Regions from separate parts of the Xenopus tropicalis genome. Here region 1 is linked to region 2. A link is a contact called in public Hi-C data. All regions are on one chromosome and are shown on one strand. The core of a region is the stretch at or near the end of the contact, and the rest is flanking DNA. Distances in the headings are between cores, read along the strand shown.

Region 1 (4,558 bases), core at 140-2,639, 130 kb before region 2:
GAACAATCGCTATAACATGCTGCTTTATATATCCATGCTATATCCTAAAGGACAATAGATAATTCTACTGAACACAAGGCACATTTTACACATATGAGCTTACTTTTCCTACTGTTGACTCTAATGAACAATAAAACTGCGAATAAAAGATCATTCTTAAGAAATATTTACACTTTCAAACTACAAAAACAGGGATTACAACAGGTTCTAAAATGTACTGTTGTAATATATAACATTCTGGTTAAACAGCCACGTCACACTTCTTATAACACACAATCAATAAGTTTAATACAAACAAAATCAGCATTATAAATGGCAAGCTAACAAGATGTATGATGTGTAAAGCCCCTCTGCTGGCACTGTGTGAGCTTTCTCTCACATCCTATCAAGCACGTAAGACATGACAACTACACGCCAGCGGCTACAGCTGTTCCAGCGCGGATGTGCGCGGCCATTGGAGAAGCGCTAGCGATAGCGCGGGCACCAATTGGCTGTTGTTAGGTTACTAGCCCATGGATTGGCTGCGGCTAGGCGGCTCCGCGGTCCCCACCCGAGATCTTCTGGTAGACATTTAGAGAGGAGCACCAGAGAGCACGTGAAACATGCAAAGCGGCTCTCACCGTATAATAGGAGAGCAGCCCGGCGTTGTAATCCAACACAAACCAACGGTACTGCCAGCCTTTCATCACGTTTGTCCATTTGCTCAAAGGTCCTTCCATGATAGATGCCATCTTGGAACAGGGAAATAACAACACGACGTTCGGAGTCATGCGTCAACGTCACTGGATAGGGCGGGGCTTAGAGCGAAGAAGGCTGGGAAGTACTCAGGGCGTGGCGGCGTGCGTCAGAGAGTGGTACAGAGCGTTACTAGGAGCAACCTGAAGATGCTGAGCCAGAGCAAAGCTTCAGTATCGCCTGTTGCCCTGCCTGTGTGGGAATAGAAAAGCTTGTAGACTGGATGCGCAGAGCTAGCAATAGAGCCATAGCCTGAAACTGCGGAAAAGTGGAATAAAGTTCGCCCATACAGTAACAAACATGCTTTACAAAGACGTGTCAAATGTACTTTTACATTCGCCGGTATTAAAACAGTTTGAAAAGCTTTTAATAAAGACGTTTTATTTCATCTGCAAAATGCCTGTTTCCAGCGTTGTTATCTATTCTGCTTCCTCAGTTGTAAGCTGCTCATTAATTACTTTGGCATAATTAAGTCGATTTTTATCGTGCAGGGAATATATTATTACAATCACTTGCAGATCTCCCCACCTCCCTTTGCCTCTCTCACTTTCCCACACCTGTGACCCCTCCCAGCACGTGGTCTGCGCTGGTTGGCTGCCTCAGGGCTCTTCTGACCAATCAGGCTGAGCCATCTGTGTTGGGCACAGTTTGAGGGGTAATTTGTGATTCGCATATGCACAAGCTGCCGGCACTGAGCGTCTCATCTTTGGCGTCCTTTCTACAGGTGACTAATCTCATCCTTCTACACCTCATTCTACACTCTGCTGTATATTCTGTATCCCAGCATCTTCTGGGCACCTACTTCTATAACATCCATTTACCCTATCCCTTTAATTTGCAATCCCACAGTCACCACACGTGTAAACTAACTATTGAATAGCACATATATTGGGCATTAGTCTGTTGCTTGTACCCTGCTCAGCCAAAACTTGTGTTTGCATCCCGTCTCAGTGTCATACCTTCCCGGCACTGTATGCCCAGGGATAACAACTTCCATTCTCTGCGCTCTATTGAGTTTCCTCCATCCTGCCTTCATCTTGTGTATGTCCCCACATTTCTCCACCCTGTGCTTCAGTTTATCACTCTCAATATATCTCCTCCATTTCGTTTTGCTATTCAGGCTCTCAGTTTGCTCGGTTTGTATGTTGGTGCCCACCTTGGTATAGTCTATACTATATATACATTATAGCATCCACTCACTAGCTTTTTTGAAATCATCTTCTCTGTGGACATATTCTATATATACTCTGCATTCTGCACATCTGCTCACTGATCTCACTTCAGCTAGTGTTTATATGAGCTATAACTTATCTGCACTATTCATCTTTGCATCCACTCACTGCCTTTCCCTACACATGCACCCTATGCCTACACTCTGCATCCTATGCATCTAATCGCTTCTCTTACCTTACTCTCTCCCAGCCTGTGTTCATTAAACATATTTCCATGGTTTCATACTATTCCCTTTTTGCCACTTCCTTCCATTTCTACTTAGTACCCTGTGCACTTACTTACTGCTCTATATTAACTTCACTTCTCTCACCGCAGAAGGGAACCAGAGGTGGTAGTTATGCACTTTGTGAAACCCCCTTTGATCCTGTACACCCTCTGTGTAATCATTCATACCAACCCTTCTCTCTGCATGATTTTGCTTTAACGTGCACTCACTGAAATAACATCTGTACATTTCCCTGCATGACACAAACGCTTTAGTATTCATTTACTTTTGGGTCCTTCTTTCCTTTCTTTTTTCTTGTATCCTGTTCATCTACTTAACTTTTAATTTCTTGGTCAAAATACTCATCATCTTCCTGATTAGTCTGTTGTATGTATTTGTATCATATGCACTCACATTATTACTGAATAACCCTTTAAACCATCCTGTATATCATACATTTTGATATCTGTTTATCTATTCACTGCACTCACATTCTTTCTGCATAGTCTACTACTAACTGTCTAATTACTGTCTTTCTGAATTTTCTGTATCCTTTTATCCTGTGCATCTTACTGCATTGACATTCCCTCAGTTTTGGTCTGCGTCAGAAATTTTTTATTGATTAATGTATTCATTGCCACTTACATCTTACTTTCCATTCAAGCACCTTTAGTATATGAGCACACTTGCTTCTGCATTCTGTGCATCTTTATCCTAAGGTTTCCTGGGATTCACTTTCTGTATCATATTATCCATATCTTGAATAATTCCATCTGTTCTTTCCTTGTCTACAGGTGACTGGTTTTCCCTTTTTCAGATATGTGGTGGTTCTTACTCTTGGGAGCATTACTTGTGGCAGTGTCTGCAGATCCCATAATATATTTTCAAGAACAGTTTGAGGATGGAGGTTAGAAACCCTCTTTGCAATTTTCCCTACCATAATTAAATCAATGAAGCATATTTCTGAAAAGGCTTATATGGCCAAATTGCCCAGCTTTTACCTTACCCAATACTGTATCTGACAGCACAAGGGGTAGTACCCCTAAAACCTCCTGAACTCAAGTGCAAGTGAAGAAAGCATGGGGTGAAGAGGGGGTACCAGGGGCACTGTTGCCTCAAACTGCAAAAATCCACCTTTGGTAGCTACTGTAGAGAATGCAGTTGCATCTTGTGCTACCTCAGATGGCAGCAGGCTCTGTGAGAACCCTAACCTGACCACTGCTTAATCCCAAATTTGCCTTCTTTAGTGAAAAAAAATCACAAAAAGTCAATTTTTTTTAAAATTAGAATAGCCAAAAAGTATGTTCAGCTTAAACCCTGTTTATCACAGTGGGGAGGATCAGCGGCATAACTTGATCGCTCTGGGCCCCCTGCAGAAAAATCCTCTTAGGGGCGACCAATCCTAACCCCCCTCCCACACCACACCTAGCAGCCCCGACCGCACCACTATATTTAAAGGTAGGAGAAGGGGCAGGGACAAGGGACTGTGGTACAGCAGACCCCATGGTACGGGGTCCTGCTGAATACATAGTTACATCACTGGGGCGGGTGTACTGCCTCTTTAAACAGTGTTATTAACTATAAAGGAAGCAGTCCCATGGTCACAGACATGCCTCCCAACTGTCCTGATTTTCACAGTTTATCTTTTAACAGTTCAACCCACAGTCCTGAATTCTTACTGAAAAGTCCCTCATTTCCCTTTTATCTCCTGCACTGAAAAAAGATACAAACAAAAAAAGTAGCATTTGGCAGAGAGCCCAGAAATCTTAACAAGCTATAGCTGCACTTAGATACAATTGTAACTAATAAACTAAACAGGTCTCTTGGGGGAACTGAGACTTGCAGCTTAAAAGGCAATTTCAGCTTTATTAGCAAAACTGTAATAACACATAAAACAACCCCAAACCCCCCAGAAATTTAGAGGGTGTGGTCACAAAATGGGCATGGCCAAATATGTTGCCACATTTACTCGCAGCATTTATTTTTGTCCCTCTTTACATTTTTCAAATGTTGGGATGTATGGTCGCGGGGGGGCCCAGGGGACCTGGATTGTGGGGTCTGCTTCCTCTATAGCCGCTCTCCTTGCAGAAGTTATGCACGCCCGCTGCTTAATATTTGCCCCTCTAAAGATTTTCTTGCAGGGGGGGCCTGCCGAGTTCTCAGTATGCCACTGCTTGCTATTATACAAGCAATAGCGGTAAGCCTTCACATTTATATGCATGCTAATTTAATACCATTTTACAGATGATTGGCAAAAAAGGTGGATTGAATCAAAAAACAAATCAGATTTGGGAAAATTCCAACTTTCTTCAGGCAAACTTTTTGGCGATCCAGAAAAGGATAAAGGTAGGACTTAACACTGTTACATTTCATGTAGAGTTTATT
Region 2 (5,034 bases), core at 63-2,562:
TATAATTCTGCCATAAGCCATTTGCTTTGGAATGCTCAGCAATACAATTCTTAAAATCTTGAAATGTCCTTATGTCTCTCATTTTTATCATCACAGACCATCTCTATGTTGCCTACAAGAATTTTACGGCTACTAGAATTTGTTGGATTTTCAGGAAATAAGGTAAAAACTCAAGTGTTCGTCTTAGAAAAAAATCTGCCTTACATACGTATGCATTGTGCAATAACTTTGCTGCACTTTTTTTCACCCAAGCAGCAGTTTTGGTGCTTCCCTGAAATATAATGATGGAGGAAACATGTGATGTGCCATGAGCCTAAATGTGGCCATACTTGCTTATATGTGGTCAGTTTGGCATATTTCAGACTGATCATCTGGACAAGAACTGCCACTTTGGGGGTCAGTTTTGTCAGACAGTCTTGGGTTCTTCTTGTAGTCAACTTGTCTCTTTTAATCCACAGGATAGGTGGCACTGATTTACTGGTCTGCTATTGAAATCAAATATCTAGTTGGTTACTGAAGGTTAATGAACCTTGAACAACCTGTTTCTGTTACTAGATTCTGTGCATATTATATGTATAACGTTTACAAATAATAGGTATATATATATTATATGTATAAAGCAGTGACATTGCTTTGCATATAGAGAACAAAGGTAGAGATGGAGTAATTCACTGATCAAGTCATGATAATGTTTCAGTTTTAGTGCCGTGACCTTGTGTTGTTATTTTAATATCTTTATGCCTTAATTATCAGAGTTTTGATTTTACGATTGTAAAAATGGTAACGCTAGATAAGAATAAATACAATAACTATAGAAACTGCACTGAAACCTGACGATTAAAGACAGATCGTAGGAGTGGCAACCACAGGCAGTGTTCTTTGTAGCTACTCAGCTTTTTTTAGCCATAAAGGTCATCAGTGATGTATTATTGTTACCTCATTCATTTTCCACTTGTTTTTCCTGAGTCATCCCCTGTTCTCATTAACAAGAAATAGAGAGATCTGAGATTGTTTGGAATCCATGATGTTTGCACACAGATACACATATTGGGTATTATTGTGAGGTATTATTGTTATCTCATTTATTTTCCACTTGTTTTTCCTGAGTCATCCCCTGTTCTCATTAACAAGAAATAGAGAGATCTGAGACTGTTTGGAATCCATAATGTTTGCACACAGATACACATATTGGGTACATTTTATTAATCAGTAGTTGTTAAGACCTTCCCACACATCAGTTTTACTCTGGCTGCAGAGTGTAAACAACATCTGGTTATAAAGGTAATATAAAATGCAAGTCACAGTGTTTCAGCTGAGAAGGAATTCAGTCCAGCCAGTTAGTTCAGTTTGCAGCCTTTTGATATTATGCAACTGAACAGACTGAAACAGGAACTGGTTGTGATGGAATCTTTAAATACTATTCGGCAAATTATTCTCTGTTTCTGCCCTGGTAGTTCAAGTTTTATTTTACTGGTTATTCCAGCTTTAGTCAAAACGGCTCTTGAGTTCATGCTAAATATTTAGATAACTGTAAACTTCTGCTGGTGTATTGCTACCTTCTGCTTCTCTAGATCATTTTGGAATGTGGTTTCCCTACATTACCACTAGTATGCCAATCAAAATGTTTTTCCATTCAATATGCCATACAGTATGTTTCTTGTAGAACCATGAGCCTTGCAAGATAATAAAGCGAGCAAATTATATATGTATGTCAGGCTACATACTTTAAAGGAGAAGGAAAGGCTAATACAAGGCTAATAAAGAGTTAATCTCAAGCTGCAGGCATACCTTCAGTCCTCTCAATAGTGCCCTTAAGTCTCCCCATATTTCTCCCATTCAGATGACCAGAAGCCTCATAGGAAAAAAAAAGCTGAGCTCTGTAAAGAAAATTCCCATAATGACTTGCTCCTACACCAAGACCAAGACCAGTGCACATGGGCAGTTATTAGACTATGAGGAAGCTTCCTGCTGATTGGCTCAGATCACACATTCCTAAGGGGGGAGGGAGTTCTTAGCATTCTTGAGGGAGGGGGGAGCAGAAGAGGAGAAAGAGCTGAGCAGACTCTGGCACAGGAAAACAAAGAGACAATAAATCCTGTTTCTTTTGAAAGAGAAGTCAGTGCAGCGTTTCTGTGAGTTCTATGGTTCTATTTACATAGACCTTTCTGATAAAGCTTACTTAGTTTTTAAAAAAGATTTTAAAAAAACAACTCCTCCCCTATTTTTTCTGTATTTGACAACCACTGATATTTATAGAAGTATTACCCAGTAAAAAATGAAAACTAAATCAAAATTAGCCCTGGCGTTTCAAGTACACAGAGGCCCAAACTGTGCATGTATTACATAGTTACATAGTTACATAGGGTTGAAAAAAGACCTGTGTCCATCAAGTTCAACCCATCCAAGTAAACCCAGCACACCTAACCCACATTAGTCACAGCCTTTGAAAACAACCATGCTTTGTATTGTGGCAGGTCTCAGATTGTTTCAGTTTATGATGTATTTTATGTATCCAGGATTATGGGTTGTCACAACTGCAGGAGGGAACCACAGTGCACAGTTTCCGGGCCCTACTCTGCACCCTTCTGCTCCTGTGTTATCACACTTTCCTGAGGTTTGTGCTTGGTGAGTGATACTTAACTTCATGGATTTAATAATCACTATAGTAACCGAAATGCAAGAGGCTAAGCTGTAAAATGGTTAAGAATCCACAATATCTAAAAATTCCTTTGATTTTAATTTACAGGGACAGGCAGTGGAAACATTGAGGAAGCAGAAAAGCTCTTGGAACCATATCTAAAGCGATACCCAAAGGTACAGATCTGGTTAAATAAGTTTGCTACACCAATCACAGTAAAAGTTAGGCATATTTAATCTGTTAGGCTCCCAAAGAGAGCAAATCCTTCTCTTGCCATTACCAAAATAGTACCTGCTAATCTCTCTGTTTGATATACATTAATTAAATCCCAAATGCCTTATATATTTTATAAGTTTCTCTTAACAGGCACAACCTATATTGTAAACCAAGCATGGATATATAGAAGAGTTAATGGTTTTGTGCATAGTTCACAGCATAGACTAAGGGGCTGATTTACTTACCCACGAACGGGTCGAATGGAGTCCGATTGCGTTTTTTTCGTAATGATCGGTATTTTGCGATTTTTTCGTATGTTTTGCGATTTTTTCGGATTCTTTACGAATTTTTCGTTACCAATACGATTTTTGCGTAAAAACGCGAGTTTTCCTATCCATTACGAAAGTTGCGTAAAAAGTTGCGCATTTTTCGTAGCGTTAAAACTTACGCGAAAAGTTGCGCATTTTTCGTAGCGTTAAAACTTACGCGAAAAGTTGCTCATTTTTCGTAGCGTTAAAACTTACGCGAAAAGTTGCGCATTTTTCGTAGCGTTAAAACTTACGCGAAAAGTTGCTCATTTTTCGTAGCGTTAAGTTTTAACGCTACGAAAAATGCGCAACTTTTCGCGTAAGTTTTAATGCTACGAAAAATGCCCAACTTTTTACGCAACTTTCGTAATGGATACGAAAAACTCGCGTTTTTACGCAAAAATCGTATTGGTAACGAAAAATTCGTACAGAATCCGAAAAAATCGCAAAACATACGAAAAAGTCGCAAAATGTTCGTTTTCAAGTCGGAACTTTTCCAATTCGGGTCGGATTCGTGGGTTAGTAAATCAGCCCCTAAGGGTTAGGCCATAGGAATTAAGTAGTGATATGATAGTTTTGTAAAAAATTTAATATCCTTTAAGTTGATTTCCAGCTGGCAGAATCCCTAAGACCCCAGCCTGCCCATAACCTCAGCAGACATCTGTGTATGATACTGCTACAATCCATACCTTGAACAAGCTGTATAACCAGTCTAGCTAGCACATAACTAGAAGACACAATAGCTTTTTTTTTCTGCAGACTGGTGCCATCAAGTGGCACAAAATAAAAAGTGCTTTTTTTTTTGCAGATTTCTGTTTCTTCATCATCCAAGACAAACAATGCGTCAATTCACTTTATTGTGTTATATTTATATTGCACCACATGTGTCCTTGCCATATGTACCCATGGTAACTATGGGCAATTTTATAAGGAGCCAGTAAAACCCCCTGTATGCGGGAAAACTGGAGAACATGAAGGAACCCACACAAGCATGGGAAAAACATACAAATTTTGCGCAGGGATCAGAATCAAGTAATAGAAAAAAAGATCCAGGACACCAACACTGTTAAGCATCAGTGATAACCACTATGTTGCTGTAGTACTGGCATTGTGCAAAGAAGCACTAATGTGTAAAAAAATGCCTGCACATTAAAGAACTTTTGCTCTCTGACAAAAATGCATTTAGCTGTGTTTAAAAAAAATGCATATAAACGTAATATATGTATTGTTTTGCACTCAGCATGTGTTAGCAAACTATTAAAAAAATGCTTATCAGTACAAGCCATTAGGGCAAACCCAATGGGGCAATTAGTTCCCGCAATTTTTAAATACCCGGTCGCGGCAACTAATCACCATGGCTATAAAAATGGGGTGTAGTCCAGAACGGAATATTTCTCACACAGGGAGAAATGTAAAATAGATGTTACAATTAAATACCATTGTGCTGGCTAAAACTATAGTTATTTTGATTTATTATAACTATGCTATACATTAATTACATTTCAAGTTTGCGTTTTGTTCTGGCAGGGAGCAATATTTCTGTTTTTTGCTGGAAGAATTGAGGAAATTAAAGGCAACATTGATGAGGTAAGAAAAATCTGAGAATTTGTTAGTATAATGTAGCTAAAGAGAAGCTTACAGATTCCTTCTCAGTCTCTCTGTCTCTCTCTGTATTTATCGTTCTCTCTCTCTGATCATAATGTTCTTTTTGTCAGGCCATAAGCAGATTCGAGGAGTGCTGTGAGTCCCAGCAGAATTGGAAGCAGTTTCACCATATGTGCTACTGGCAGCTGATGTGGTGTTTCACATACAAGCAGCACTGGAAAATGGCATATTTCTATGCTGATCTCCTTAGTAAGGAGAATTCCTGGT

Evidence for each region. Hi-C and Micro-C count contacts between places; a contact is called where the count stands out from the background.
Region 1: a Hi-C map of gastrula embryo shows a contact between it and region 2, with 1.8 times the contacts expected there. The contact joins the promoter of calr3 here to the enhancer-like site in region 2. A contact is called at or near these places in 2 of 5 Hi-C or Micro-C datasets (gastrula embryo and neurula embryo).

The regions. Positions count from the first base shown.
Region 1 is chr4:96,344,864-96,349,421 of UCB_Xtro_10.0, reverse strand. It overlaps calr3 (calreticulin), which reads left to right and starts at 1,389. Exons shown (of 10, transcript XM_031900951.1): 1 at 1,389-1,459; 2 at 2,968-3,080; 3 at 4,418-4,519. The coding sequence starts at 2,993. osbpl9 (oxysterol binding protein like 9) reads right to left here and starts at 766. Exons shown (of 24, transcript NM_001078816.1): 1 at 621-766. The coding sequence starts at 731.
Region 2 is chr4:96,216,614-96,221,647 of UCB_Xtro_10.0, reverse strand. ttc39a (tetratricopeptide repeat domain 39A) reads left to right here. Exons shown (of 18, transcript NM_001016774.2): 8 at 97-162; 9 at 2,517-2,625; 10 at 2,747-2,814; 11 at 4,690-4,749; 12 at 4,878-5,034. Among named protein-coding and RNA genes, the nearest start is that of ttc39a, 29 kb to the left of the region's middle. Within about 2 kb of position 1,312, at least 1 of the 11 cell types and tissues checked has an H3K27ac peak or open chromatin away from gene starts, as enhancers often do. A contact at or near this core is called in gastrula embryo, where this site is marked.